Linked DNA regions of Mus musculus: all the other regions are linked to region 4. A link is a contact called in public HiCAR-type and promoter capture Hi-C data. All regions are on one chromosome and are shown on one strand. Each heading gives the region's core, a stretch centred on a gene start, on an enhancer-like site or on the middle of the called end of the contact. The rest is flanking DNA. Distances are from core to core; before and after follow the strand shown. Region 1 holds the start of Dync1i1 (dynein cytoplasmic 1 intermediate chain 1). Region 2 overlaps Dync1i1 (dynein cytoplasmic 1 intermediate chain 1). Region 3 overlaps Dync1i1 (dynein cytoplasmic 1 intermediate chain 1). Region 4 holds the start of Sdhaf3 (succinate dehydrogenase complex assembly factor 3).

Region 1 (3,330 bases), core at 603-3,102, 1.2 Mb before region 4:
GAGTAAATGGATATTGGATATGTATTAAAAGAAGATTATTAGATCAACTCAAATGATACAATGTAGGTTGTCAAACAATAGCTATCTTCATACTAGAGAAAACAAGAACCCACTTGTCTTAGTTAGGGTTTTACTGCTGTGAACAGACACCATGACCATGGCAGCTCTTACAAAGGAAAACATTTAATTGGGACTGGCTTATAGGTTCAGAGGTTCAGTCCATTATCATCATGGCAGGAAGTGTAGCAGCATCCAGGAAGGGGTGGTGCAGGAGGAGCTGAGAGTTCTACATCTTGATTCGAATGTAGTTAGGAGAAGAATGGCTTCCAGCCAGCTAAGAGAAGAGTCTTAAAGCCCACCCCTACAGTGACACACTTGCTCTAACAAGGCTGCACCTACTCCAACAAGGCCACACCTCCTAACAGTGCCACTCCCTGCCCAAACATATTCAAACCACCACACCAGTCCTGACCAGTTAAGGGGATGGATATTTCTGCAATCCTAGTCCAGTGCAAAGGCCTAGGGAGTTCCTGCAAAGCCTCTGGTCTTCAGCTCACTCAGGAAGGCTGGTGAAGCTGGCTTCTGATGTCTGCAAAGAATGGCAGCATAGCCACGGGTGAGGTAAGCTGGACAAGATGTTAACTATATAAATGCATTTGCGAGGATAATGGGAAAGTACTAGAAAGAAATAATTGGGAAAATGTTTCCCAAATTTACAGTAGGTCTTCCCTTTCAGAAAACCTAATCACAATAATGCCTAACAGGTGTGCCCAAGGGGATGCCTATTAGTTGATTTCAACTTTAGTCAGGTTGACAACCAAGAGTAAGCGTCACACAGCGCTCATAACATTTTGTCTACTCTATCAGGTAAAAAAATTTTAAAAGAAAATTAATGTAGAGTTGACCTGCATTGAGCATTTCCAGTCCATGGCAACAACATATATTGACTCATGTTATCTTTCTTTCTTAGGATATCTTGAATCTCTTCAACCTAGAAGCATTTAGCCTTAAGTCAACTATTTCTATGATCAAAAAGACCATCCAAGAAAACAAATCTGAAACAATGATAGATAAGACACTGTATTCATGATTGGATCTTATTTTGAAATTACTGTGACATTGGCCAACTGATAAAATCACAAATATTTGGGTATCTATGGGATGCCCCCCACATATATACTCTCTTATCTGCACAGTGATGACCAGGGTGTTCCTGCAAACAATGAAAAGCTCATCTACAAAGTGATGCCAATCCCACGCTGCCATACATCCTAAACTCCCTCCCTCAGCGCTGTGACAGCTAGGATGGTAAGCTTCGGGGAAGTCCAAAAGTGTTTCTCAGGTATTTTGTTTTGTTTCTAAAGCCAAGACATCAGAAAAGCAACGAGAAGCAAGCTACACACACACACACACACACACACACACACTGTAGATAACATATGTACATACATAGGTGTACCTATGTATATCTATTCGTATATGTCTACATGTGTGTATGTATCAATATGTATTTATGTATATATGATTTATATTCACACACATATGTGTGTGTGTGTAGATAGATAGATAGATAGATAGATAGATAGATAGATAGATAGATAGAGATATAATGTATAGGTTTGTATGTTTAACTGTTTGTGTATTTGTTTGTATATGTCTGAGGAAGCCTATGTTCAACCGTACCTGTACAGAATGGATAGATCTAAGCTTGTCTGTTTCTTTTTTAAAGACTTAAAGTTTCTCTGTCTGGGAGTGAAAGTTGCCCATGGAGAAAATCATCAGGAGCTTGGCAGACTCACAGCTCTCCTTGGCAGTAACTAAGGTGTGCGCTGCCTTCAGCCTAGGACTGACTGTCCCCGGGTTCCCTCCTCCTTGCCAGGCTGGCCCGAGGCGGTGCTGCGCTGTGCGGAGGCCCTCCCGCGGGAGGCGCGGGTGTGGAGGGCGTGGGCCGTGGGCGGGGCGAGCCCCGCAGCCCTGGTGTTGGGAGCTGTCAGTGTCAGGCTCAGGAGAGAGGAAGTGATCGCTCCGGGAGGAGCGCTAGCCTAGCCGCGCAGCGTGAGACAGCACATCCTGCTGGCGCGGGCCCGCTGCTCTCCGTCCTCCCGCGCCTCCTCCACGACCTCCAGTGAGCCTCCGCGTACAGCATTCAGGTAACCCATGGGTGGGAGGTCATGTCTATATGCAGCCACCTCTGAGCCCCGAGCCCCCGGCTACATCCGCAGGACACCGGGGAGCAGCAGGGCAGCAGTGACTGCTGCAGCCACCGCTGGGCACACAGCCTGGGCCCCTTTCCCCGTGCTCCTGCATACTGAAGCGCCCCAAGCTGGAGCCCTCCAGAGGCAGCCCTGGCTGCAGCTCCCCAGGAGCGGAGAGGTACAGGCAGAGGAGGACGGGTCAAGGGTGTCATCACCTTGTAGCCCACCTTGTACACTGGGAGAGGCGCATGGCAAGGTTCCTCACCTTGTTTATTTCTCCTCGGGAGCAAAAGGCCAGAAGCTGTGCTGTCCACATCCCCGTGGGCTACCAGCTCATGGCCCCTAGAAAGGGAGACCTACAGAGTGAGGGAAAGGATGCTGTCTGATTACATTTCTGAGCTGTCTGCAAAGCTCTAGGATGCTGTTGCTACCCGCCAAGTCGGAGGGGGCCAATGCACTTCCAACCGAGCTTTAATTAAACACTCATGCAAGATGCCAGTTTCTTTCTCTGCTGGATTAAAAAAAAAAAAGTGTGGCTGGGGATGTGTTTTGGTAAACACCTCCGCGGTTTTCCTTCCCCCACTCCCATCCAGAATTGCTCTGGCCACGTAAAGCTCTGAATCGTCACCAGAGCACTGATCCTGGCAGAGCTGGTAAGGAACTGAGTATGCGGGTGCCTCATGACTTCTACCTCGGTAAACCGGAGACTGAGAACCAGGAGAAAGTATCGCTTAGGAAACCGGAGGCTCAAGGAAAGGAGAAAAAAAAAAAAAAAAAAACCAAAAACCAATAAATATACCGGCTTTCCTGGACTGTAACCACACCTAAGGCAGGAACAAGTAGCCAGCCATTTTCTTGCTGGAGTTGTGTTTGGAATGAGCATTACAGACTTGATGCAGTTTGAAGTTGTGAAGGAATTGCTTCCAGACATTGCAGACTAGCAGGAAGCTTAGCTGACAGTGCAGCATGCCAGTGACAGTCCAAGATAGTCTTGGATAATAGCATGGATATAACTAACCTTCCCCAGAATAGTTTGTGCCATTGTGGAAGTTACGGGGATGGGGGGCATGCGTTGATCAGTGTTAGAGTATTGGCATCTTTGAAATGGGAACATCCAGTGCAAACTGGATCTTGC
Region 2 (3,439 bases), core at 840-3,339, 1.1 Mb before region 4:
GAAGACCTCCCTGACACAGGGAAGCCCCTCAGATGGAGTATTTGTCTTGTCTGTTGTGAGATCAGCCGTATTGAGCAGGGTTAGATGGTTAGACCAAAGCAAGGTTGTACCCAGAAGGGTAACTCACATAGGCCCCAAATAAGCCTCTGCCTGGAATCAGAGAGGCATCCATGAGAAGCTTCCGAATGTCCTTTTTTCATTTTTAGTTGAGTCATTTGGATATACATTTCTCTCATCCTGTCAAATGGAACACCAGAATCCACATAGGACATTAATGGTTATCTTGGCCTCTGTGGTTTCCCGTTTTCCTTCCTTCTCTGAGTCAATGAGTGATAGTAGTTGAGATGGGAGGCTAGCCTACCAACAGATTAGTTATATCTTTTCTCGTACTCTTTGGCCTCATAAATATACTCTATGATTTTAAAATATTGCCCACTAAGGGCATTTTTCAGAGAATAAAGGGAAATAATTCTTTTGGATGTGATATTTGAAATCAAGCACTTCTCAAATGGAAGCCAATCCTGAAACACCTTGAAGTTACTTTGAAGAAAATAAAACCTGGTAGATAACCTTGACTTAAGTATGTTACGGGCTGCCAAGACCCCTGGGCTCTGCCTCTGAACTTATTACTTAAAAGAATAGCCAAGTGGTTGTTGATAAGCTGTAGGGGTGTCTGGGTGCATATTAAATGTTACTACTAAGATGAGATATCTTGCCAGTATCAATGTTCTTTAAGTGCAGATAGAGGGTAGAGTCCCTAGTCCTGTTGTTAATAGATGTAAGGATTGGTAAACCCTCCTAAAGTAGCAAATATTTTCCCCACTTTCTCTTTGTGCATGCCTTCCCTGAGTATTGACGGTACCATGTCCCCAGGTAAGATGCTCAAGGTCTGGTGTTAGGACCAGCTGACACAGGGTGCCAAAGATCAAACAGAAAACACAAACCATTCACTGTGAAGCAGGGCTCAGTACTCTAGGTAGATGGAGGATGCCCAAGCTTATACATTCCACTTCTCAGTTCCATTTGCTGTTATGTTCTGATTAGTATTATAACTTTCTTGCAAATCACCTGGTGACACTGATAACTTAGCAGCTTTTATCCAGGGACCCACAGAGTTTACAGTTTGTGTTTCTTTGGGGAAAACATTTCTATAAATATTTATGAGCCACAGAGGAAGTCCCTGGACCTACGCTTTGGGAAAAATGGAGTACTGAGCTTGTCACTCACTCTTCAAGCTATCCAGCACCATGAGAAGTAGACTTCCTCCTAGTGCCACGCACTCAACTCTGTAGCAGTGACAACACAATTCCTCCAAACCCTTCTTTCCAGTGGCTGCTTCATTAAAGATCTGCACAGAGGAACCACTACTCAACTGTTTGTTACTCCCAACATATCCCACGTGTGAACTCTGAGATTCCTCTTTAAAACCAGCAAGGACACAACCAGTTTCCCAGATAACACGATTCAGATGCCAGCCTTCAAAGTAATGTCCGAATCTGCGGTTGCCAGAATAGAAATGAAGTCTGCTTCATTTGAACAGAAAATAATCTTTGGCAGAAGATATGAGATACTTTACAGAATTGATATAAATGCTTGGGAATTTTGGTCAGAAATAGATATGAGACTAGGCAGCATCTGCAGTGGACTGAATAGTCGTGTGTCCTTAAAATTCAAATATTGAAGCCCTAAGTGACCAGGGCCTTTAGGGAAAAGGTGCCCGGTTAAGACATTATAAGTGGGTCTAATCTGATGAGATAAGTGACCTTATAAAAAGAAAGGACACAGTGCCCTTTCTCCATGCAATAGACAAGAGGACATTTGAGAATACAGTGAAGAAACAGTTATCTGATGCTAGCTGAAAGAGCCAGGTTAGAAGTCCCGATGTTCCTTGCACAGGATGTTCCCGTTTGTGCCCAGAATTCAAGCTCTGTAGTCACCGTCGCCTTGCAAGCTTCTAATTTCCCCTGTTCTTTTCCGGTGCTCTCTTGAAATTTGAAGAGCCATCTGGAAGCCTATTAGGTAGTCTTGAGTTACAAGCCCCAGTGTTAGCAGTGAGAGGCGATGCAGGGAAGGACCCCACACGCTGTCCTTGCCACATTCAGCTTCCACAATGTCTGGGCAGACTGCAACTCCACTTTGATCTACTGCAGAGCTCCTGTCCAAAACAGAGTAGTGGATGCTGGGTAGCTAAAAATATATACGGAAAAAAATAATCACTGTGGTGTAAGAAATGAAAAAGAGAGGTGACCAGCAAAATGGTATTTATGATGTGTGCAGAACTCTCCTATACATTATGAGACTAGAGTGTTGCTGTAGAATTTACTCACCTTATAAATCAAGAGTGCAGAGAGAACTTGGCTCCTTTATTTTGTCTGCAGCTGTCTACAATACTACTGGTTGTCAAGGAAACGGTATTAAATAAACAACCATAGTCCATTCTCTACTTTTAAACATTTTCTGTTAGTATGCTCCATTCGTCTTGGATAGAAACCTGTAGGCTCTCCTAAGGGTCCACTCCTATCCACTTTCCTCCATAATTCACAGCCGAATGCGGGGAGAGATGTGCGGTTTACATGATCATATAACCAACATGGATGTAGAGACAACGTAAAGGAGTCTGCCTTGGGCTGGTCCTTGGCTCACATCTGTTGTCCTTTATCCAATGACACTGGTACTCTGGACACCAGGACAAACTGGTACACAGGACATAACATGGAGCTAGTGAAAAGGCGTGGCTTGTCAGTGATTCTAGGGAGCGTTCACCATGGATTTCTTGATGACTTGGTCCCTTCCTGGCTTTCACTGTTTCCAGGCCTTGATTTGATGCCTTCTTTTCTACATAGCCCTTGACCCGATGTCTGCCTACTATGGTTATCAATCTTCCTAATGCTATAACCCTTTAATATAATTCCTCATATTGTGGTGACTCCCCAAACCAGAGAAATATTTTGTTGCTAGCTTACAACTTTAATTTTGCTATTGTTATGAATCGTAATATAAGTATCTGATATTCATGATATGTGATATGCAGCTCCCAAGAGTGTTGAGTCCCCGGGTTGAGAACTGTTATGGTTTGGGGTTTCAAGATGCAGCTTTTAAGAAGAGAGTTGAATTTTACTTTAGTATTCTATTTTCATTCTTCTATTTAAATTCTAGTCTCCTTACTGGCATCTGAGTACACTAAAAGACTCAAAATGAGAATGACTGCATTCAGACAAATGGAGAAACATACAAATAATTTTTAAACATAACTTCACTCTATATAAAAATGAAAAGAGTAAATAAATATATACATTAATTAATACATGTTAAATATATATATGTATATATATATGTATATATACATATGTATATGAAGAGAAAATAGGAGTAGTGAATATTACAGATGTTTACAGGTGATTTTTTTCCCCTGAAGAATAGCAGTTCATGTTCTGCTTGG
Region 3 (3,305 bases), core at 691-3,190, 1.1 Mb before region 4:
TCTGTAAAGCATTTAAAAGTTTCTTGAAGACGGCGCTATATAAATACAAAATAATATCTTTTTTTAAAAATCCTGCATTAGTTTAGAAAACAGCCAGTAGGCGGCGCTGCTAGCTCGCTTTTTGGAAAACCCGCTGGCACCCTGATTTCAGCTCTTTTGAAAACATGGAAATTATTTTAGTTTAGTCAAAGCAATCAGAGTGAGAAAATTGGATGAAATACTTCAAAGTTGTCTTTTCGTGTCTTTTGCTACCTCGACCCAAAAACCAAGAATAAAGCTAGGCTACTGCTTTTTCTTTACGTGTCTGAGACGCCCTTAACTGACCCACAGTAAGGATGACTTTGGGAGGTTAAGGTAACCGAGTGTGATTATCTAATTTTTCCATCAGCTTGAGGTTCTGATGTGAAAGTTCTATTCATGGAGAGCCAGAAGAAGGGGGAAATAAAAACCTGTTTACACTTTCACTTTCCAACTGGCCTTGCCAGTTATCCCTTGACCTGGTGTAATGATGAGAAAATATCTATGTAGCCTTGGCCTCCCGAGCTGTGGGCTGGGAGGGGTCTGTGGGGAGGTTGAAGCTGGGGGAGGGGAGAAGTACAAGGCTTGGAGGTAAGACTTTTGCAGATTCAAACGCATTCTCCCAGGGTGCAGATGTGTCTTGACACCCTGTGGAGACTCTCTGAAGTGATCCAAAGGGAACTTTCCACCCTTGCCTCGCACCTCCATTCTTTGAGATGAACTATTGACAGTCCCTCTGTGTTTTATAAACCGCCATGTAAAAACCGTTGCAAACTGAATTAGCCAGCCAACACACTGCGAAGACCTCTTCCAAAGAAAATGCTTCAGCTAAGCATTTCTTACCAAGAAACGCTGGAACCTCCCCAGCTCGTATTCTGCACAATTCCCCCGCCCGCCAGACACCCCGGACCATGTGTATGTTCAAAGTGTTAGGTTGAAACAGACACTAGCCAAGCAACGACACGTGACCGCCGTTCATCTTTTTGAGTGTGCGGGTCGTGGTCGTGCCTGCGGAAGGCATCTGATGCATCCCACCCAGGGCATATCCCACCCAGGGCATCTGAGCTCTGCTTCATGTGGTTTTTCTCCCCACCCCCCACCCCCCCACCCCCCGGGCATTGAGCACTAGCTGGTAGGTGACACTTTTGGCTGGCCTCGTAGCTGGCTGCAGCCGTCTGTCTGTCCTTCCATGGCATGAAAAGTGTGTCCACTAGCTAGCGACTGTAGGCTCAGAGAAACTTCTGCCCCCCTGGCCTGGGGGCTGCAGTAGCATTATCAATCAGTCTCTGAGATGAAGCCTACAGGAGCAGGGGAAATTTGTGCAATCCTCAACGGTAAACACGGGGACCGGTGGTTGAGGTTTCGGAATTGAGAAACATTTGAAAATGTCTATTTGAGTATCTAAAGTAAACCTTTCTTTTCAAGAGAAGGGGGAGCTGAGGGGAACTCTCTGGGTGGCCTTAGGGAGCTCAGCTCACCTTTTGCCTTCATGTCTCTTTTCTCAAACGGTGGGGGTGGGGAAAGAAGGGGAAAGAAAATAAAACCTTGCTTGCTTTTCTGGTTTGTAGATGAGTCCTTTTCAGTTCCCGTCTCACTCAACGGCCAGCCAGCTAACTTAATTTTCATCCATCTTCTTCTCACAGCCCCTCATACACCCACACGCATGTTCTACACCTTCTCTCTCAGCTCTGTGGTCAGTACCAACCAAGCCCTGATGTGACCCCCGGCCCCCATGGCTTTACTGTAGATTTCCCTTGGAGTCTTCCCTTACTCGTCTAACTTTTCTTCTATCGCCTGAAGCTCCTTACAGCTGAAGTGCTTCCAAGTCCTGGCAGACAGCTTCCAGCTCAGGAGGACAATGACAGAGGTGTGGACGGATGCAGATGCAGCAAGGGAAACAGCAGGTGTGCGTGCGCGTGCGTGCGTGCCTACGTACCTGCGTGCGTGCGTGCGTGCATCTTCTACCAGTTGGCTTTCTTTATCCAGTATGTTGCTGTGTGGCCAAAGAAATCCTTTAGGAAAGAAAGCGAGCTTAACGCAGAGGTGAAGAGAAGGTTGCCGGGGGCCCTCACGGGAAGATGTGTTTAGAGCTGACGTCTTGCTCCCCTTTATGCTTGCTCATCTTAAAGTCTTTATTTCAAACACATACTTGTGTTCACAAACCCCCATCCTAATTTATTTCTCCTTTCCACCACGGTTTGCATATCTTCACTTAAGAAACAGGTTCCGTTTCCCTGGATTCCTGCATTTTCTGTTTTAACATGAGAGCCTCTCAGATTTCACTCTTGTGAGGACTTTGTGAGTACTGCTCAAAGTCCTGGAAACTGCACCATGAGGACAAGATGGGAGAGACAAAAGTCTTTGCTCCTTTGTAAAGCAGGAGACCCCAAAATAACCACGAATGATTATTCAATTCTTGTGCAGTAGTGGCTCCTCAATATTAACTCTGCTGTGTTTCTATATCTATTTATGGGAGGCTGTGACCCTAGGAAATTAGCAGTGAATTCTAATGAAATATGTAAGAGATGTTGTCTCTGAGTTGCACTACTCTCAAATAAGTCAAAACATGATCTAGATATGAGGTTTGATGGCTGGCTCAATGTTCCTTCAACAGGAGACAAGTTGGCTGCAGGCTAGCTGGTTAAAAGCTTGTCATGCTAATTTCGGTTGTAAATGCCATGAGATTTCCATTTTTCTTTCTATAAGTATGGGTTAATTTCACAAACGGGGTTAGTTAGGTTTGAGGTTTGCAAAAGAAAAAGAGAAAAAAAAAGGTCTCTTTTCACAAAGCAGTGTTTGGAGGAAAATGCATGAAGCAAAGTCAGAGAAAAAGAGTGTGAGGCTGGCTGTTTGTGGAAAGTTGTAGCAGCCAGTGCTGGAAACAAGAGAAACCAATGGATGCTAAGCACGTGATTGTCCACCAAGAAAGGACAAGCTCAACCAATGCCTTTATATGCGACAGACAGCATGTGGCAGACCTGAAGACCTGGCCTTGATGTTTAAAAGCATTGAAAAATCAGCATGAAAAACGGCATGTTCTTCTCTTGTACAACCTGGGGAGAGATGGGACACAAGAACGGAACAATGGATTAACATATTTGAAAGTGAATCTTTAAGAATAAACTGGGAACACAGAAATGGAGTACATTCCAGGTGGTGTTGGAAGTGTGAGATGTTCACCCTGCATGAGACAAAGGCTGGAATGAGCCAAGAGGACATAGACAGGAGCTTCTCGGTAGACAGTGTCTCGGAGGCCATGAAACACCACCTGCAACCCTTCAGATAAC
Region 4 (3,193 bases), core at 473-2,972:
GTTATGTTAGTTTCAAACAAGGCTGTTGGGAAAGGTCACACGACAGTGAGCCGACACACTGGTTCTGGCAAGTGATGCCTCCTACCAGCCCCCGGAAGTGCTCCAAACAAGGTTTCCGGTTGGAAGTGAAGGAGTTCAAAGATGGAGGCCAGTGTGAGTGGAACTGACTTACTAGGGAGTGAATAAATAGAACATTTAAATTCTAGAGGTAGAGAGACTTTGAGTTGTTCAATAACAGAGTGCTACTGAGGATTTGTTAAGCAGAGGAACGATGTTATCTAATTACAGCCTGGGTAGATCATAACTGAAGTTCAACATGGCCAGAGGCAAGAACACAGATACGGTAGCTATCCAGTAGAAAGAGATAATTATGGTACAGGGTGTGATGGAAATAATGTTTGATTCCTGCATGATTTTGGTGGTGGAGCTATTAGGATTTGCTGAAGGATTAAAATTTAATTGGAACGAAAGAATAAGGACAAGAAGCTATCAGCTTTTGAAATAGTTACTTTTTTTTTCCCCACCTCTACACAAGTTTGGACTTGTGAACATCTAGATTTCTTGTTTTTGTAAGACCCCCGATGCTGGGCCTCTGCAAGTCCCCAGGTGAGCTGGCCAACACCCCAACGTCCTGAGAGAAAACCATACCTGATGCAAACTGCAAGAGGTTTTATTATCAGCTAGCTGAGGATGAAGTCCCTTTGCTGGTGCAGGGCAGGGGAGTTCGACCCGGTGACAGTAGGGAGCTTTTAACAGCTAGCTGAGGAGTTAGGAGGAGTTGGGAGGAGACTTGGGAGGAGTTGGGAGGAGAGTTGGGAGGACTTGGGAAGAGTTCTTCTCTTCCGGGTGTCCTTGGTGAAATTTACAAGGCAGGAGTGGGGAGTGAGTTCTTTCTGAATTTTTATCTCTGTGTCCTTGGCACAGGAAGGCAGGCATCTCTGGTTGTACAGTATAGAAACAAAAAGGCTTTTTGCTGGCTATAGAGAACAAAGAGCTTCTTTCTAGCTGTATTTTTTAAAGATCAGGGAAAACAAGCTTGGGAAACATCCAGGGGCTTTATCTTCCAGGGAGAAACGCTCTAAGTCAGGGTCTCACATTTTCATCTCACATTGTTTAATAAAAATTCTCAGAATCTTGGTCTTGGAAAAAAAATACACATAAAATAACTCCCAAGATTCTTTCATAGTGCACTTGACCTAGACCAACAAAGTCTGCCCTTCAGGGCTCACTTGTGATAACTACCTGGAAGAAGCTATGCCTACTGCATAAACTCCAAGTACAGCACTGCAAAGGACGAGGGCTGTTGCGAGGGACCGGCGAATGCCACACTATTTCAGAAGCCATAACACTTTGGATTAACCACGCAAGGCTTTCTGGAGAAGACTTCAGTTCGATGAAGTCTTTCTCAAATATTTAATAAGAAGAAACTAGCAAATGGAGAAGATGAGTTAACTCTGAAGGTAACAAGTCGCTCACACAAGACTTTTTGTCTTACACAGCAGCACCTCTCTAGGAAACTCAAGAAATTACAACTACTCCTCAACAGCCGCGCCTTTGGCAGAGCGTTTCTGTCCGCCCGCCCCAAATCCGGGTTTCCGGAAGGACAAGATTCTATGACGGACCAAACCGGATGAAGGTCGCGCGCTCTCTTCCGCCCGCTTTGGGGTTCACCCATAGGCGACTTCCTAGCGGGGGCGGAGCTACGCCCACCTTCTGCGCAGGCGCGGCGCGATGCCGGGGAAGCATGTCTCGAGAGTCCGGGCTTTATATAGGCGAATCTTGCTGCTACATCGGGCTCTGCCCCCGGACCTCAAAGCCCTGGGTGACCAGTACGTGAAGGACGAATTTAGGAGACATAAGACTGTTGGTCCTGGCGAGGCCCAGCGATTCTTGAAGGAATGGGAGGCAAGTGACGCCCCCTCCCCGCCCCCTCGTCCCGGACCTTGGGTTTTCAGTTCAGACCCCACCTTCCTAGCTGCTTCCCAGGGTCCGTGCACGGCCAAACAGGGCGTCTGGAATAGACAGACTAAAGTGGTCAAACAGCACTTCTTTCAAGCTCCGTCGCGAATCCCCCAGCTTCCCGCACAGGCTCTGTGCTTGAGCAGTTTCCCCCGCATTCAGAAGAACTTTCTGAGAGTGCTGAGGGTGCCAGGTGCTGGAGAGAGAAGGGTGGCGTGTCTCAGACGTTACTGCACTCCTGACTGTTTAGTGCTCCAAAAGTTCGTCGGCGTTTGTCCTTTGCGTTGCCTTTAGGCTGTTTAGGTGACAGCCGTGTAATTAACATGATGTCATTACTTAGCTGCCAGAATTAGATCATTTCGATCATTTGTTAATTTGTAATTGTAGGGCCTTAGTAAGCTTTCCACTTGACAGATAAATTATATAACCTAGAAAAGACCTAAGGATTGCAATTTGTTAAAGGGGTAATGCTGGCGGGGGCACGCGTTTGGATTCAGTGTTTGACTTTTCTCTTTTCTTTCTTATTATTTATTTTAGGTACATATTTATTTATTTGTGTGTATACGGGTGTGTGTGTGTGTGTGTGTGTGTGCTGGAGGTCAGAGGCTAACCCAAGGGAATGGTCTCTCCTTCCACCACATGGCTCCTGGGGATCAAACCGCGGGCTGCACAGCTTGGCAGCAGACACCTTTCTCAGTGAGCCATCTCCACGACCCTAATACCTTTTTTTTTTTTTTTTTTCTCTTAAGAATGAAGGGGGAGAAAGAGTATTGCATGATGCTGAAGAGTCTTGCAGGATCTCCTCCCATCTTGAAAATATCAGGAGGTGAAAGGAGTTGGGCATTTCTAGAGTGCATCTAGGTATTTTAAAGAAACTGCTCTGGTAAAGTAAAAAAGATTTTTCATGCTGATAGTGGCTGAAGTGATATTTACCTTTAAAACAACATAAAGATTAGGCTAGGGAAAAGCATTTTCATTGAATTCTATAATTCTTGATTGTAGAATTATTGAAGAGAGAACTTTATAATAATGAAATGTATAACTTTCTTAAAAGTCTTGGTTTATTAGATATAATTTGGTTGCCAGGAGCTGGGGAGGTTTAATATTTTTAAATGCAAAACACTTTCTTTAAATATGTAGTTGGTATTGAAATCAGAAAACTAGATTTAAATTCAGACCTCAGCATTTACTAAACATTACATCAGTTAATTTTTCTAGTCTTTCGGTCTGTAAA

The links. Promoter capture Hi-C pulls out the DNA fragments that hold promoters and counts their contacts. HiCAR-type assays count read pairs that join an accessible place to other places.
Region 1: a HiCAR-type map of astrocytes shows a contact between it and region 4, with 4 times the contacts expected there. The contact joins the promoter of Dync1i1 here to the promoter of Sdhaf3 in region 4. A contact is called at or near these places in 6 of 39 promoter capture datasets (the C10 cell line, cranial neural crest, embryonic stem cells and 3 more) and 2 of 115 datasets of contacts at active chromatin or transcription factors (astrocytes and forebrain).
Region 2: a contact with region 4 is called in a promoter capture Hi-C map of embryonic stem cells, with 6 times the contacts expected there. The contact joins the enhancer-like site here to the promoter of Sdhaf3 in region 4. A contact is called at or near these places in 4 of 39 promoter capture datasets (the C10 cell line, cranial neural crest, embryonic stem cells and 1 more), 1 of 484 Hi-C or Micro-C datasets (cortical neurons) and 1 of 9 other capture datasets (adipose tissue).
Region 3: a promoter capture Hi-C map of the C10 cell line shows a contact between it and region 4, with 20 times the contacts expected there. The contact joins the enhancer-like site here to the promoter of Sdhaf3 in region 4. A contact is called at or near these places in 9 of 39 promoter capture datasets (3T3-L1-derived adipocytes, the C10 cell line, the HPC-7 cell line and 5 more), 2 of 484 Hi-C or Micro-C datasets (cortical neurons and palatal mesenchyme), 3 of 115 datasets of contacts at active chromatin or transcription factors (astrocytes, cardiomyocytes and fibro-adipogenic progenitors) and 2 of 9 other capture datasets (adipose tissue and liver).

What each region holds. Positions count from the first base shown.
Region 1 is chr6:5,723,787-5,727,116 of GRCm38.p6, forward strand. It overlaps Dync1i1 (dynein cytoplasmic 1 intermediate chain 1), which reads left to right and starts at 1,853. Exons shown (of 17, transcript NM_010063.4): 1 at 1,853-2,150.
Region 2 is chr6:5,806,027-5,809,465 of GRCm38.p6, forward strand. The region is part of intron 6 of Dync1i1 (dynein cytoplasmic 1 intermediate chain 1); the gene reads left to right. Gm34527 (a long non-coding RNA gene) reads right to left here. Exons shown (of 4, transcript XR_377319.4): 4 at 402-2,187. Among named protein-coding and RNA genes, the nearest start is that of Gm34527, 12 kb to the right of the region's middle. Within about 2 kb of position 2,090, at least 9 of the 459 cell types and tissues checked have an H3K27ac peak or open chromatin away from gene starts, as enhancers often do.
Region 3 is chr6:5,858,466-5,861,770 of GRCm38.p6, forward strand. All of the region lies in intron 6 of Dync1i1 (dynein cytoplasmic 1 intermediate chain 1), which reads left to right. Among named protein-coding and RNA genes, the nearest start is that of Gm34527, 40 kb to the left of the region's middle. Within about 2 kb of position 1,941, at least 11 of the 459 cell types and tissues checked have an H3K27ac peak or open chromatin away from gene starts, as enhancers often do.
Region 4 is chr6:6,954,296-6,957,488 of GRCm38.p6, forward strand. Sdhaf3 (succinate dehydrogenase complex assembly factor 3) reads left to right here and starts at 1,723. Exons shown (of 2, transcript NM_001077713.1): 1 at 1,723-1,905. The coding sequence starts at 1,732.